Linked DNA regions of Zea mays: region 2 is linked to region 1. A link is a contact called in public Hi-C data. All regions are on one chromosome and are shown on one strand. The core of a region is the stretch at or near the end of the contact, and the rest is flanking DNA. Distances in the headings are between cores, read along the strand shown.

Region 1 (4,421 bases), core at 722-3,221:
AAATCAAAGGAGAGAAGTGTTATCAATGGAGCAGAAGAGGTGGAGCAGCAAGACTCTAGCAGCGCCCACCCCCATGAACCAGGTGTGTGCCCTCTTCTGTTTCCCCTTCCCTATCAATTGGCGCGTGAGAGAGACGGATTATGGCCTCATGGGACCTGTAGGTACACAATCGCCAGCACGTGACTCCTGTCGTTCTCCTTCACGCGCAAATCTCCCGCACCTGCTCCCGCATGCAATTTTTCCATGCACACTCCTCCCCCATGCCCACACTTGTGCGGCATCTGCCTCAGGCTGCTCAGGCCTTAAACTGCACCAAATCGTGCCTAGGTGACAATTTATGCTGCAAGGTGGACGCCATAGCCTGATTGGCCGTGGCAAGCCAACGCCCAGCCTACTCGACCGGACACCAAGGTGATGTCTTAAAAAGCATGATAGCAAGATCAATACCCTGGCTTGATATGCACCTAACATATTTACACAACCATCCTGATCCTTAGTAAGCAATTCTCCTTGAAGAAAAAAGAAATGAAGGAACTAAACGCAAGGAAAGTATTCCATACAAAGAAGTGAACAGAACAGCATTTCAGTTATACAATCTCCTTAAGAAACAAGATGTCACAATGCTGCCCAAGTTGCCACATAAAGGCAAATCCTACCTTGCAGCTAATCCAGAGGCATATAACAGTCCTACTTGACATGTCAATAGCCTACATAGTACCCTTTAAAAACGCTACAACTCCGGAGATGCTACACATCCTGGTTCAAGAGGCTTGGCTACAAACATCGTACCTTACTAACACCCATAAAAGTAATCTGAATACTAATTACTAAAGGATGCCAATTACAACCAGATGAACTAACCACACCAATACACAAACTGATAAACAAACTAGCTCCGAAAGTTGACTCAGTCACTCACCATCAAGAAAAGCTCAACAAATCACGACAGCTTACCAGAATTAAGCGACAATTCCAAAAACATTAGGCAGATAAAAAAGATAACTAGTATATTTCATGGCAAAGCATAATTGCAATCTCCTTCAACAGATAAAGTGATCAGTAAAAGCAGTTGATAGAGGTTGAATTTCCAGAAACCTTTAATATTAAGCTCAAAGTAGGTATAAGTATAACTAGCTAATGCACATATGTAGTACAGTAAAAAGGGGCATCCAAGCATTAATCAACTAGCTAGAATTGAAAAGGAGCTGAATCAAACATATTGCACAGTTGCACACAGTCAAAATTACCTCTGACTCACCACCAGCAATGGTATCCCAGAGCTCCTGGATCTCCCTCTCCCCATCATCCTGGTCATCCCTACCGCCTGAGTCCCTTCCTCCTGATCCCCGCCTATCCCTCACCATCCCAGTGTCCCTCCCCCTCCCGTCGTCCTCCATCCGCATTTTCTTAGCCTTCTTCTCCCTGCCCGCCCCGCCCCTCGCGAGGTCCCTCAGCGACGACGAGCCCTTCCTCTTCCTCGCCTCAGCCGAAGGGTCCGCGTCCTCGTCCTCCAACCCAAAGTCATCCAGCCCGTCATCGCCGGGCATGCCTCCACCGCCGCCCTTCTTGAGAAGGCGCTTTCGGGGCTTGGAGGAGGACCCTGCCCCGCCGTCGTCGCCGTGGACGGGGGTCGGAGAGCGGTCGCGGGTCCAATCGCCGCCGCCGTCGAGGTCGTCATCGAGGTCTTCGTACGGCTGATGCTCAGGGGAGGGTTCCCGTTCGTCGAGGTTCACGATCGGCTCGCCTTCGTCATCGTAGCTGGGAGTGTAGATCGAGGAAGGGAATCAAAGTGAGGCGTCGAAACCCTAGGAGAGGCAGAGAGAAATAGGGGGCACGGAGCGGAGAGATACTTACTTGTCCCCCATGCTGACGGCGGCGAGACGGGAAGCGAAACCCTACGCGAGGCGAGGAGAGAGACGAGCTGGAGCTGGAGCGGGAGGAGGTGAGGAAGAAGAGTCGTCGGTGGACCGTGGGAGCCGGCGACGCCGCGACGGGGAGGAAAAGGATTGGGGGCGACGCAAAGGCGTAAAATATAGATGGGCTGTAATTTTTGGGCTTTTCGGCCCGTCGGACACGCAAGAATTCTCCTCGAACCTGATCGGGTGCTGATAAAATGCCCTGGTTGACTGGCTATGTCCGTGCGAGCCGCTTGGTGACAAAATTTTAGCGACTAATCACTAGTCTTATAACTCCATTAGGTGAGTGCCCGTGCGTTGCGACGGGAATAAAAAAAATTATATGAAACATATATTATACCAAAGGAAGATCTTGGTAGGATCATTAGGGTCAACATATTTTAACATATATCAAGTGTTTTGCCAATTCAGCTAACATATATCAACTCACGCATAACACATCCTATCATACATATTGGCAGAAAATAGCTATCACAACACAATTGATGGTAAAAGTAAATATATCTATCTCTACTAATATAGATAAGTGCCGGTTCTTTTGCACTGCTCATTTATAACCATGGCCCAAAGTCCCAGATCGTTAGTACTTGTCAACTCTCCCTTGGATCTTGCATTATATTTCTCATAAGAATTAAGTGGAATGGATACTCCTCTGAGTAAGGACAACAACTTTCCAAAGATACTCCAACACAAGTGACTCCAAAGCAATGCAGTTTACTAAGCAAAAGTAAATAGCTTTGCTTCTTGCATGTGAGATGCCAGATAACATGTGATGTTTTCCCAGTGGTCATATTCACATTTCTGGTGTGCTGTTTAAATCTGATCTTTGTCATTATTGAACCCCGAGTTTCTTCACAGTTCATTTTTGTAAGACCCAAAATCTGTATAAGAAAAAAAAATAATAAAATAAATATATGAAGAAATGAAATAGTAAATTCTAACATCTCAACTTATGCTTGAGCAATGAATGTGAGGAATGAATTTTGAAAACCAAGAAAATGAAGGTAGGAAAGGAGGGAAGAAAGAAAGATGATACAATACAAAATAATATTATTAAATAACTTCATCACATGATGATATGACCAAATTGCATAGTTAGTATGAATTTAAATTTGCACTTCAGTTTGAATTCTAAATCTGGATTTAAAATAATTAAGAACAAATGAAAACAGAAAATAAAATCAAAAGAAAAAAAAAGAAAGCTTACCTGGGCCCATACCTCATCTTTTGGCCCACCAGATGAAGCCAGCCGCGCGGCCCAACCAGGAAGTAGCGTGCGCCTGACCGTGGGGCCCGCTTGACAGCGGTCTGCTCGCGCCCACATTACGACTGGGTCGCCTCACTGGGATCGTGGTCCACCCAGTCAGCCGTCGTTCGCTATTTCCTCACGCACCTCGCTCATTTCACTACCGCGTGGGACCCGCTGTGTCATCCCCAATCCCACCCAGTCGTCGTTCACCTCAACCGAATTGCAACGGCCGGATCGAGATCCTCGCCGCGGACTTCGCTGCCAAACCCGACGACTTGGCTCAGCCTAAAGCTTTATAGATCGTGCTGGCAATCGCGTCCGCATACACTTCGTAACCCCATAGACATCAACGGGAAAGCCTTAAGCCTGAGAACCCTCGTCGCCGCGCGTTGCATACTGGTCCACCACCGCAGCCGGACTCGACGACGCAGGACCCACAGCTCCACCGGCCTCACTGCCAGCTTGCCTCGCCAAATCGCCAGGATCACGACGCCCCACCTGCGACCGCCGGCGGACCCAGGACGGTGTGCCGTGATTTCTCCTCCGCCATTACCGAGAAGAAATAGTTCCGCTGCTTGGGCGAATCCCTCTGCGTAGGCATTCGGGGAATGGATTCGCCGAAGTCGCCGTGGGGGAAACACCCTACCGTCGTCGTTCGGACGTCCGTGAAGGAGCCAGGGGTGTTCGCCCAATCGTGTTGTGCGTCTTCGCGAACTTGTGGTGGCCGGAGATCACTACGGCGGCGGAAATCTCTTGGATGAAGGGCTCGGGAATCGTCAAATCCAGTGCCGGTGCATCTTCGGTAAGGTCCACAGCTTCTTCCCCGCATCCGCTGCACGTATTGGTGCCTTAATCCGAGATTGCCGAGTTGTGAGCGTGTCGGGTTATTTCCGTCGGTGTTGGTATGGCGAGGCTGCCGCCGCGGGCGGTAGAACAGCCTCAGCTTGGGATAATTAGTGACGAGTAGATTTCTTCTCGATCCCGTTGTAGCCTCTACGATTCCGGGGAACATCGATCGAACGCGGGTCGCCGGTGGGGAAGGGAGAATCACTCAACTCCGGTGAGCTCATCGGAGTTTGGGCGGAGCTTTGCCGCCTGGGCACTCGGTTAGGAAGAGACATTGTGGGCGGTCGATGGACAGATCGACGGTCCAGGGCATGACACGGTGTAGAAGTAATCTGAGCCACTGGATTGATCATAGTTGGTGCATCTGGCCGTCTGTTCCGCAGTGATCGCGTAGGATTAGGTCTGGGTGG
Region 2 (4,421 bases), core at 1,161-3,660, 270 kb before region 1:
CAACACGACCACAAATAATATCATGGCACGCAACAACAATCCCATACGACCCGATAACCCTAATAGCTCTAGCCTCTAGAGGCCAGGATGCCCTCAAGTTACCTGGATGTCCCAACAGCCCAAGGGCCTCCGATGGATCCTCTAACCATCTCGAGAGCCATAGGAGTAGAGGTGGACATTTTAAAACTGAAATTGTATAGCCACTGGATAGGAGTGGAATAGTAAAAAGGAAGAGGGGTCTTTAATCCAAGGATTTGGTTGATGGTGTGCGGAGTCCGTGCATATATAGATACATCTGGAGAACATCAAGAGAGAAGAACTACGATCAAACAAATAAACAGAACTTTTTTTCAAAAGTTATTTCATGTGAAAGAACCTAAGGGTTCCGACAAAACAAACTAGATATCCATGCTATTTGTGCAGGTCAACTTGGTAGCTAGAGCATCTTTATAAGATATCGTATCCAATCTCCTATACCTAAAAGATATTATTTTAGAAGTTGGAGGTGCAGCAATATGTCCTGTTTATATCTCCTATACCTAAAAAGCAGTATACTTTTAAGATATTTATAAAATAAGCATCTTTTCTCCTGAATAGATGAGACAGCCCTCTCGGTACCATCGATAAAGAATTATATTTGCTATAAATTATAAAAGTGCTCTTTTTATATCCAAAACATAATTTTCTAAAATGATTTATAGGGGGGGGTGCAATATAAGTATTTGATCGAAGCGGATGGGGGTGTTTGTTTCCTTTTTCAAGGCGCGCGCAGGAGATAATGTCTTGTATGTAAATGAAATAAATTCTGTTTTGCAAGCTTCAAATGGTTTGGTCACTAGAGGTTTCATTCTGTTTTCAAGGAGTAAAATTACCTTTATAGCGGGATGAAATAAAATTTCCATTCATTCCCTTGTGTTTCTTAGATCATCTTTAAGAGGGGCTCTAAATATGGTTGTGATTTAAAATATAGGGCTCAGGACCAAAAATCACCCTTCGACAATAGCTCTATTTCATAAAGTGTTATTAAATGATTATAGAGCTCGGTCTCTCGGGTCATAAATATAATTCCCCGTATATTAGAGTCATATCATCGTTTTCTTTTAATCTCCAACTATTTTTCTCGAATAATATGATTTAGTTTCAAAATAGTATTATTTAAGGTCCAACTATTGAAGTGTAAATTTATTTCAAGCTCTAAACAAATATGGTCCTATTTTAGTTTTTAGGGCTCTATTTAAAGCTTCTGGTTGTATATGCACTTAGTGAGTTTCTAACTATGTCATAGAATCTCATTCAATTCAATGAATCGAAACATGAGGAATCCCTGCAAGTTTTATTTGCATCGATTATCTTCAACAATGTCTTAAACCAGTGTCCTATCGAGTTCAATTCATAAAGAAACAACTCCAACAATGTTATATTTTACAAAAAAAAAATATCAAAAAATAGAGCAGACCATAAAGTAACCTAAATATACTAAATCTCGGATTGCTGCTCTATCCTTGTTTTCTACATCATCTCGATCTTTTCTTTTTGAATAATATAATTTATTTCCTAAAACACATAATTTAGACGATCTTTTCTTTTTAAATAATACAATTTATTTCCTCAAATACATGATTTAGGGTTTGACTGTTAGAGCTTAATTTGTTTGAAGTATGCTAAACATTGTAAACAATATAGTATTTTAAATTTAGAGACACTATTTTGATGGCACACTATTTGGTTCTACAGAACTAAACTTTAGTCTCTCTCTTTTAGTTCCTTTTAGGAGCTAAATTGTCAATACAAGTTATAAGTGAAGGACTAAATTGTCAAATTAGTCTATAGTCCTTTGAGGGGATGATTAAAAGGGACTAAAGCATATTCTGGACTATATTTACCTCTCATTATTGTATGTGTCTCTGATTAATTACTTGCTGGAAGCATTATTTTTGGTCTTTGGTCATCTGTTTTAATGGTCTTTAGTTTTTAGACAAACAGAATAGGGACTAAAGTTTAATCTTACACTAAAATTTAGTAGTAACGGAACCAAAAATTCGTCACACAAACGTTTTAAAGCGAACAATACAAACAAAAAAAATGGTTGATAGTTGTAGGCTTGTAGTAGGTGGCGGACTGATTCAATTTACTGCCCTGCCCCCGCAGCGAAAATCCGGATCGCACCGCCCGCAGTCCGCATAGGATACGCGGCGCGCGTGACGCTCGCTCTCCGAACCGCATTTGTCCGCGTCTCATGGCGCATGGACGGCTACGGCCAGAGCCGTGCAGGGGTGGGGGGCAGGAGCGTAACTTCGCACGTCACGGGAGCATCCAGACCCCGCGCCGCGTGGGCGGCCAGATGGCTGGCCTGCTCCCCCGCCCGGCCTTATAAAACGGGAGCAAGGCCGCAGGTCGTCTGTCCACTGCGACTGTGAGCTTCGTTCGTTCAGTTCATCCGTGTTCTTGTTTGCGAGGTCGAGAGAGAGAGGATGTCGTGCTGCGGAGGCAACTGTGGGTGCGGCTCCGGCTGCAAGTGCGGCAACGGCTGCGGAGGGTAAGCCCCGTCCAGTCCGCGTTGCGCTCTCGGCCGGAGTCAGATCTGACGGCGGATGAACATGTGTATATATATATATATATATATATATATATATATATGTGGTTTCCGGCCCTGATCTGCACGCCTTCCTCCATGGCTGGCTGGCTCTGCTTTTCGTCTTGCTGCATGCGCTTCGATTCACGTCCATCCATCCATCCACGGATCGGAACCGAACCTTTGCTGCCTTTTTTTCTCGTCATGCTCATCGTTATCGATCTGTATGTCTGTCTGTCTCTACATGTATGCAGGTGCAGCAAGATGTACCCGGACATGGCTGAGCAGGTGACCACCACCACCCAGGCTCTCATCATGGGTGTCGCACCATCCAAGGGGTATGTGCTCCCTCACCCCTCTCTCTCGATCGGCGCCAAATAACATGTGGTGTTGAGTTATTATGAGCTGTGTACTACTGTCGGCATATGGATGGATAGGCGGTGCCAGTATGGTAGAGAACAGAACGCGCCAAATATCTCTTTATGTTCTCTTTATGGTGGTGATGGTATGGATGCAGGCACGCCGAGGGCGGGTTCGAGGCGGCCGCCGGAGCTGAGAACGGCGGGTGCAAGTGCGGCGGCAACTGCCAGTGCGACCCCTGCAACTGCGGCAAGTGAGCTAGGTGCTCCACCCTGCAGGCCGGCCGGAGGAAGCTAGCTAATTATAAAGCTTAATAAAGTATAGCGGCGTCGCTGTGTGTGTTTCGAGTCAGTCAGTCAGTTGCGTGCCATGGCATGCTCTGAGTCTGAGATGATGATGATGGCTGATGGCGGCGTCGTGTCCTCCCCTGGCCTCCTGGGGCGCTTCTGGCGAGCAGTGTGTTGTGTTGTGTGGGTGCCGCACGCTAGCAGGCTAGCCATGTGCCCTGCTGTGTTGTGTCACCATCCATCTATAATCTTATCCATACCCCACCTTTTGTGTGATGCGTGTACCCTTTCCTGATGTCTGTTCCCGGGAGTATAAGGGGGGTGTTTGGTTCCTCTCCTAATTTTTAATCGCGTCAGATGTTTGAAGGCTATTTTTAAGTACATTATACATGTATACTAAAAATCTTAGGAGAGCTTTTAGTGAGGCTCTATGCGCCAGCCCCACCGCTACCTCTGTCCAGATTAGTGCTGGGAGTATAGGCCGAACTTTTTGGGCCAGCACGAGCACGACCCGAAAATAAGAGCCCAAAGCACGGCTCGGCATGAAATAATTTGGACCGGGCTAGCACGGCCTGAAGGCGGGCTTGGGACGGGCCTCAATTTCCGGCCCGTCAGGCCCCCAGCACGGCCCGCATAGATGGGCCGGGCTTGGGCCGGCACGGTCCAATTAAGCCCAATCTATTTAATTTCTTTAATTTAGTAAGATATCGACTTTATATTGTTGTTATATTTAGAGTTTATGTGATCAAATGATGCTACAATTGTTTAATATCTTTAATTTAGTAAGTTATGAACTTTATATGATTATAATATTTTGAGTTTATGTGGTCAAATACACGGGCCGGGCTTGGGCCGGCACGGCCCAAAGAAGGCACGACGTGGTTTAGGGCCGGGCTGGGCCACTGTTTTTATACTTCGGGCTGGCACGACACAGTCCAAAAATTATTTGGGCTTTACTGGCCCGAACCTGTTTGGCACGATGGGCTTGGGCTGGGCTGGCCCGGCCCGGCCCGGCCTAATTCCCAGCACTAGTCCAGATACAAACTAAACGGTAAGACGAAACTATTAAGTCTATATAGTTCATGATTCGTCTATATAATGCTACAATAAACATTTGCTAATTATGGATTAATTTGACCTAACAAAATTATCTTGTCGTTTGCTAATCATGGATTAATTTGACCTAACAAAATTATCTTGTC

The links. Hi-C and Micro-C count contacts between places; a contact is called where the count stands out from the background.
Region 2: a contact with region 1 is called in a Hi-C map of leaf, with 10 times the contacts expected there. The contact joins the promoter of LOC103634827 here to the promoter of LOC100282789 in region 1. A contact is called at or near these places in 4 of 25 Hi-C or Micro-C datasets (bundle sheath, ear, leaf and 1 more).

Annotation. Positions count from the first base shown.
Region 1 is chr8:14,713,518-14,717,938 of Zm-B73-REFERENCE-NAM-5.0, reverse strand. It overlaps LOC100282789 (IWS1 C-terminus family protein), which reads right to left and starts at 1,971. Exons shown (of 11, transcript NM_001155695.1): 1 at 1,855-1,971; 2 at 1,248-1,758. The coding sequence starts at 1,865.
Region 2 is chr8:14,983,000-14,987,420 of Zm-B73-REFERENCE-NAM-5.0, reverse strand. It overlaps LOC103634827 (metallothionein-like protein 2A), which reads left to right and starts at 2,410. Exons shown (of 3, transcript NM_001353170.1): 1 at 2,410-2,536; 2 at 2,827-2,910; 3 at 3,090-3,520. The coding sequence starts at 2,472. The coding sequence ends at 3,189.